2 separate regions of the Mus musculus genome follow, and region 2 is linked to region 1. The links are chromatin contacts, called in public promoter capture Hi-C maps. All regions are on one chromosome and are shown on one strand. The core of a region is the stretch at or near the end of the contact, and the rest is flanking DNA. Distances in the headings are between cores, read along the strand shown. Region 1 holds the start of 4930455G09Rik (RIKEN cDNA 4930455G09 gene). Region 2 holds the start of Fhad1os1 (forkhead-associated (FHA) phosphopeptide binding domain 1, opposite strand 1).

Region 1 (3,501 bases), core at 317-2,816:
CCTGTGGTAACCACCCTCCCGAGATTCCATCTGGGGTCAGAACAATTGCTGAGAGCTAAAGAGCGGCAAGACCTCATGACATCTGTTTATGGTGACCAGTGAGTCTGTTCTCATGCTGACCCAGTTCATGCTGTTGTTGGGTTCTGTCATGCTGCAAGAAGTTTTTGTTATAATATGAAAACCATCAGACTTGAGCTGACCAGGGGCCATCTTTGAGTCCCAGTACCTGCCTCCTGCATCCTGCCGCACCCAGCCTGTCTCCCACCCTCTGTCTCCTCAGCTTTTTCCTCCACCTTCCCAAATTCTCTCCCTCTCTGCATCCCGCAATCCTGTAAGTTCTTCAAGACTCAGGTGGAATTCTCCTCTTCTGACCCATCAGACCCTAGAGGCAGAAGGCTGTCTCGCCTGTGTGCCCCATCTTTTCCTCGATGTTAGAAAACAACCTAGACTACCAGCTTACCAAACCAGAAAGGTTTGTTTGTGGTCCTGGTTTTACTGGTTCCAGCCGACATGTTTCAGGCCCCATGTTTTGGCCTTGTGAAGCCGCAGAACATCAGGCATGAAGTATGTGTCAAAGTCAGTTTGCACAGCTTGTGATGGCTGGGAGGGAGAGGAAGGAAGGGGTGTGGAGAAGGAAGGAGAGGAGGAAGAAAAGAGAGAGGGAGGAAGAGAGACTCCCTTTAAGGGCATGCTCCTCCCGAAATTCCCACCACGTCTCAATAACACCATGAACTGGAGATGAAGCCTTCAACATGAGTGTTGGGAGTCATTTAAGAACAAGGCCGCAGCCCCCCTTCTCTACTCCAGTTCCAAGTCCCACAGGGCAATGAGTGCTTCTGGAACCCAGTGACCGGGGATCATTCCTGTCTCTCAGCTCTTGACTGGTCCAAATTCAGACCTGGGTTAGAAAGGACTATCTCTGAGGCTTAAGTTTCTGAACAATACTCGGTTCCCAGGAGAGATGAGAAGACAGGGTAAAAGATGAGGGTGGACCAGGGCTTGGAGAGAAAAGAGCGATTGTTCTCAGAGAGAAAGAGAGTCTTTGCTGGGCGTGGGGAGGAGACCGGATGCCATCAGTCCAAATGGAGTGATTCAGAGGAAACCTGAGGAGAAAAAAAATGACCAGCGAGGCCCCAACCAACCTGTTCGGGAAGGAAGGGAAAAGTTAGAGCCAGGAATGACACAAAACAGTCACCTCACGCCCCACATCTGCACCTCTGAGATGACAAAGGCACCGGGAGAGCATCCTTGCAATGCCATAAATCCTCCAGGAGGTGAGGGGTGACAAAGGGTGAGGTCACCTCAAGCTGCTGCCTGGAACAAGCTTTCTCACCTGAAGCGGCTCTGCCACTGACAGACACACACCCAAAGCCTTCTAGAATCTTCTGTACGGAGACAAGGGCACCTCCATGAAACGTTCCTCAGAGAGCCACTGTGTGCCCGAGTGGACTGGGCGTCGCTCACTCATCGGTCACAAGTGGGCGAGTTATCTGTTCTCACTTCCTAATCTCCCTGGGCACACAGTCCCCACGCCTCCTTCCCTTGGGGCCCATAGCTTCTGTGAGTGGCAGAGCGGCTAAAGCTGACGTCATCAGTCAGCTGCGAAGAAGCCCACAAAGGCTCCAGGCTCCGACTGAGATAGCTCAGCTGATGAAGGTGCCCGAGGCCACGCCTGATGGCCTGAGATCAACCCCGGGTTCCTACACAGTGAGAGGAGAGATTTGACTCCCTTGAACTGCCTCTGACCCCACACCCATGCACTGTGGCAAGCATCCCTTCCCCCACCCCCGCAAATAAATAAACTGCTTAAAACAGCATAACTTATTCCAAACAACAAAAAGCTTGGGCTCCCCACTACTGTACACCCCTGCTTGGGGCACCACTCTTCTCCCCATCCCAGTGGCTCCCACCTTCTCATTTCCCTCAAATCTGACTCACTCACTTATAAAAGAAAAGATAATGAATGTAGCACGCTCCAGACGTTGCCCAGAGAACCTGCGACATTGGGGGAACAGAAAGACCTTTGTTACCATCCGGTTCCACACAGTCTGTGGGTCCCCATGGTGGTCCCGGTCTGGGGTCCCATTTAGGATCTGTTGCCTATTGGAGCTGAAATGCGATGGGTAATATCGATGATTGACTCAACAAGGCTCTGGGAGCATCAAGGAGACTGACTTCATCAGGAGACTGACTTCATCGCAGGCCTGGGAGGGAGGTTCTAGATCAGCTTACACAACCTGTCACTTCCTTTGATCCAAGCCATGAAGCCTTACAGCTCTCCTGGCTGGAGCTGAAGCCGGGATTCACCTCCTGCTGGAATGCAGGGACTGAAGGGGGACCATCCAGAGGTCTCCAAGGAGGGGACAAGGATAGCCAGGAGAGGTGGCTGGGAGCAATGAGATTTTGTGGAGGCTGAAGTTGCAGGCGAGAAGTCAGACTCTGAATGCAGTGGGAAGAACAGGGCGCTGAGGGCTCCCCAGCTTGGAGGAGGGGTGCAGACCTGAGATGGCCCCTTCTCCCTAGACGGTGTCTCTGCCCAGAGGGCGGGGTAGCAGGTAGCAAGCAGATATCCTTCTTTTGACAGCTGTCAGTTATGGTGCCTAAGAATTGACCCTTCCCCTATCACTCATCTATCGATATTCCCTGCTTTACAAACAGGTTATGATTCAATATGCTTGAAATAAATTGAAAATGTCCAACTCAGGAGATAGGACAGCAAAGTGCTGAGCTAGCATAGGACCATGAGCTTGTGACCTCAGCTTGTAAACTCGGGGACATGAGCTTGTAATCCCATCGCTGGAGAGGTGTAGACAGACAGGGGCCCCTGGCCTCACTGACCAGTTGTCTCAGTTTTATGGTGAATTCCAGAACAATGAGAGACCCTGTCTCAAAAAAAAAGGGGGGGGTTTGTCTCCTGAAGAATGGCAGTCAAGGTTGTCTTCTGGCTTTCACATGCATACAGACATACATGCAAGTCGGCACAGACATCCACAGGAAGGAACACCTGCACACTAGAGGGGGGGATAGTGTAAGCAGAAATGCCTTGTGGGTACACTTAACCTGTGGAACACCAGGCAATAGAGCCCATTATGCAGAATACGATATTTTCCTCAGTGAGGGTGTGACAGACAGCTGTAGCCCACGGCTGCTGCCAAGCATTGAGAAAGGGGGTCATGTTCTCTAGCCCAGGAAAGATCAAAATGCAGAAATGCAAATTTTGACTCCTCCTAAACACATAACTGTGTCACACCTTTGTCACAGTCAGCAGTCACAGATCCTGCCCCCCACCACACCCCCGGCCCTGCTCTGTCTCCAAGCTTCATTCTCAATCAAAAGGACAGCGATTTCTCAGAAATTACGAATGTCACCGACATTTCCAGTACCCCGCTGCTGCAGTCACTCCCTTAAGTGTGTCTGTGGGTCCCCATCCCCTGCCTCCAAGCCACTCAGAACTCAATCAAACAAGTTGGTTATAGACACCGGAGCCTTGGATATTTTCTT
Region 2 (3,501 bases), core at 550-3,049, 35 kb after region 1:
CCGAGGTGGAGGCAGGAGGATGAGAGGCTCAAGGTCATCCTGAGCTATATTAATAAGCTCAGGGCCAGCCTGGGCTACATGAGACCCAAAATACAGCCCCTCGATTTCCATACAGACAGAGGTCTGAGCCCAAGAAGTTCTTGCAGGAATACCGGGTCCTTTGACACTCGGGATCATGGTCTTAAGAGCGTTGTAGCTAGGGCCAGGAGACAGTTCTGAGGTTGGTGTCCTGAGACCAGACTGTGAGGTACTGTGGTACAATGAGAAGCTACTGTCTGTCACCCGGCAGCAAGCCACCCCAAACTCTAGTGTCTCCACCATTCCTGTGTCTCCCGTGATTTGGCTTGCATGGCATTCCCCTGTGGGTGCTTATACACAGCTACAGTCAACTCAGAGTGCTGTGGGCTGATGCTCTTAGGTGGTAGCAGCCGTAGGTCTGGGCCTTCAGCCAGATGGGGAAATGGCAAGCCCTGTTCGTGCAGTGTCTCCCCAGCAGAGCAGCCCCCAGGTCCCCAGGGCAGATACCACAGCATCCCGACAGCTTACTCAGAGCTCACTCTGTACTGTGACCTCTGCTAGCTTCCATCCATCCCCTGGAGCCACAGACTTGCTTGGTGGACAGTAGACATTGATACCACTCAGTGACAAAAGCCACAAAGTTTTTGTCACATTTGATCTACCGCTGTCGTCGTAACTCCTATTAAGGTGGGAACAAAGTGAAAACCGAATTGTTTTTGCTGTTTTGAACCTTTTATGCCCTGATTTCCCAAGCACCTTCAAGGACAAGTGGCAGTCAACAATGGGGGTGGAAAATGTTCATTAGCTAGTCTTATTGAAAGGCTGGCAAGCGGGGCTGAAGAGATGGCTCAGCAGTTAAAGGCACTGACTACTCTTCCAGCAACCATATGGTGGCGCACAGCCATCTGTAATGGGATCTGATGCCCTCTTCTGTTGTTTCTGAAGATAGCTACAGTATGCTTATAAACATAAAACAAGTAAATAGTTTTAAAAAAGAAAAAAGAAAGGCTATCAAGCCTCAGGCATGGTACATCCAGGATCTTCAGGGATGTCATTGGAATGTCCCCATTGCCTGTTCTACTCTTTGTTTTTCCTGCAGTTTGACAGTCCCCAGCAGGCTAGCTCCCTGTGCTGACCGGATGATTATGGTCAAGCTCTGTACTTAAAGTCCATGATACAAAGAGAGGGGGGAACCCCTGCCCCGACCCAAAATCCACACCAGAAACAACTGGTTGACCAGCCTGGGTCACAGGGACAGGAGCAGGAAGGACAGGAAGTGAGCTACTTGATTGACATCCACTCTTACCAAAGCCACCCGGAAGGAGCAGATGACATTCCCTTAAGGAGGGCATAGAGACCAGGGACAGCACCAGAGAGAACGAAAACCACGGCAGGACACTGTACCTGAAGGTTTGTTTACATCCAGTGCAGAGCCCAGCACACAGTAGGTGCCCAGTAGATCTCTGTGGCACAAAAAGATAATCAATTCTGTGCTGCTGAGTGTGGAGGCCCAGGGTGGCTCGCTGTGGATGAGGCTGGGTAAAATGCTGAAGATACAGAACAAAAGAAACAGAGTCTCCTGGAAGAGCTGTAACAGACATTCACAAGGACCCAGAGGTCCTTGGCAACGCCCGTGGGCTTCCTCGTGCCCGTGACACCATCTGTTTCCCCAGGCACACAGCTAGAATTCAGTTTTTCCCGTCTTTCCATCACTCTGAGAGGTTCAGGGTACCTGTTCCAGCTTTGGAGAAACAGAGACGTCTTGGTTCCCGTGTTTTCCTAGTGAGGAGGTACATTGGCTCCACCCGTGGGGAACTCCACCCACAGCTCCCCACCCCCCCACCCACCCGAGTGTTCACAAGCATTCAGTGTTCTGTTTCCTGATTCAACTCTGTTCGCTGAGTACATTTTCCCTGAGGCGGACAGAGGGAAACAGGGACTCCCAGAAGAAGAGAAAGAGAGAAATGACCTCTTCAGAATACATAAAAACTATTAAACTAATAATGTCCTCTTGATGGTCAGAGTGCATTCCCATGTATCCCAATCCATTTACCTGTGCTGGGTCTCCAACACCCTGAACATGGGCCTTGTAAGGGAGTGTGCAGAATGTCCTCTGACATTCCCAGGGGGCTGTGGTTTACCACATGAAAGTATTTTTTTTTCTGGGTAAAAAAAAGAGATTCTATTCCTGGGAGACTCCATTATAAGCATCTAGGTACGGATATGTGGTTCTAGCCCAACTCTCTTCTCTCCAGGCCCTCTGCCTGCCCTCTCCCCCTCACCTGCCTTTCCCTTAGTGACACCCAGTTCCTCCTAGATTGTAGAAACAGGCCCAGCTTGCCACCCACACCCATACCAAGCCTCCCTCTTGTCCCCACACAGGACGAGATCATTCTGCTCTTGGGGAGAGAGGTTAATCGGCTCTCTGACTTTGAAATGGAGTCCAAATATAAAGACGCTCTGATCATGAACCTGCAGGCTGAGGTGGCCGACCTGAGCCAAAGGTTGTCAGAGACAGCCGCTGTCGCCGCAGCCAGGCAGAGTAACAGGTGTGACCCGAAGCTCCAGGGCGTGGATGAAGGCGACGATCTCAGGCAGAAGGAGATTGAGAGCATGAAAAGCCAGGTAGGACTCTGGGACAAGCCCGTCAAAGCGTAGAAACACCACAGTCAGAGTGGAGCCCGAGCACAGATAGGAAGAGGGCATCTGGGACGTCACAGAGCATACGGACAGAAGGCCATCACAGGCCCTGTTTCCCAGTGCGGCATGTGTTGGGCCTTGGAGAATGTTCTTTAGATCTGTCACAGTCTTCTGACACCTCCCCCCCCACCCCGAGAGACTGTGGTGGTCCCTGGCTTCACCATGGGCAGTGTCATCAAATGTGTTCCCCACTTGGTCTCCATTTACCAGAAAGCTTCTATTCTCTGGAAACTAGATCCAAATTCCTGTTTTATAAAGATAGCAATTGGGCCGAGGAGATGGCTCAGCTCCTAAAGTACTTGCTCTGCAAGTGCAGGAACCTGAGTTCCATCCCTCCCTATGAAAACACAAGGCATGCAAAGTGGGTGGGGACTCACAAGGCCCCACCCCTGGATGAAGAGCCACAGGCAATCAGTGGCTGCTGTGGGCGGGACAATCAGTCTTTTCCAGGGGTGAACTCCTCCAGATATCTAATCCCAAGTCAGCCCTGAACATTCGTACCTGCCCTGCTGTGAGCAACTCTTAGTGTCAGCAGGGTGTGTTGTGTGTGTGTGTGTGTATGAGTGTGTGTGTATGGGTGTATGGGTGTATGTTTGTATGTGTGTGTATGTGTATGAGTGTGAATGTATTTGTGTATATGTGTATGAGTGTGTGAGTATATGTGTATGCGTGTATGTTTGTATGTGTGTATATGTTTATGTGTGTATGTTTGTATGTGTGTGTGTATGAGTGTGTGTATGTGTGTGTGTTTGTATGTGTGTGTATATGTATATGTGTGTATGT

What was found. Promoter capture Hi-C pulls out the DNA fragments that hold promoters and counts their contacts.
Region 2: a promoter capture Hi-C map of second pharyngeal arch cranial neural crest shows a contact between it and region 1, with 2.3 times the contacts expected there. The contact joins the promoter of Fhad1os1 here to the promoter of 4930455G09Rik in region 1. A contact is called at or near these places in 2 of 39 promoter capture datasets (maxillary cranial neural crest and second pharyngeal arch cranial neural crest), 3 of 115 datasets of contacts at active chromatin or transcription factors (bone marrow-derived macrophages, embryonic stem cells and pancreatic cancer cells) and 3 of 9 other capture datasets (adipose tissue, liver and pancreatic islet).

The regions. Positions count from the first base shown.
Region 1 is chr4:142,015,963-142,019,463 of GRCm38.p6, reverse strand. 4930455G09Rik (RIKEN cDNA 4930455G09 gene) reads right to left here and starts at 1,566. Exons shown (of 2, transcript NR_131014.1): 1 at 1,334-1,566.
Region 2 is chr4:141,981,290-141,984,790 of GRCm38.p6, reverse strand. Fhad1os1 (forkhead-associated (FHA) phosphopeptide binding domain 1, opposite strand 1) reads right to left here and starts at 1,799. Exons shown (of 4, transcript NR_040672.1): 1 at 1,751-1,799; 2 at 1,423-1,565. Fhad1 (forkhead-associated (FHA) phosphopeptide binding domain 1) reads left to right here. Exons shown (of 32, transcript NM_177868.4): 5 at 2,401-2,643.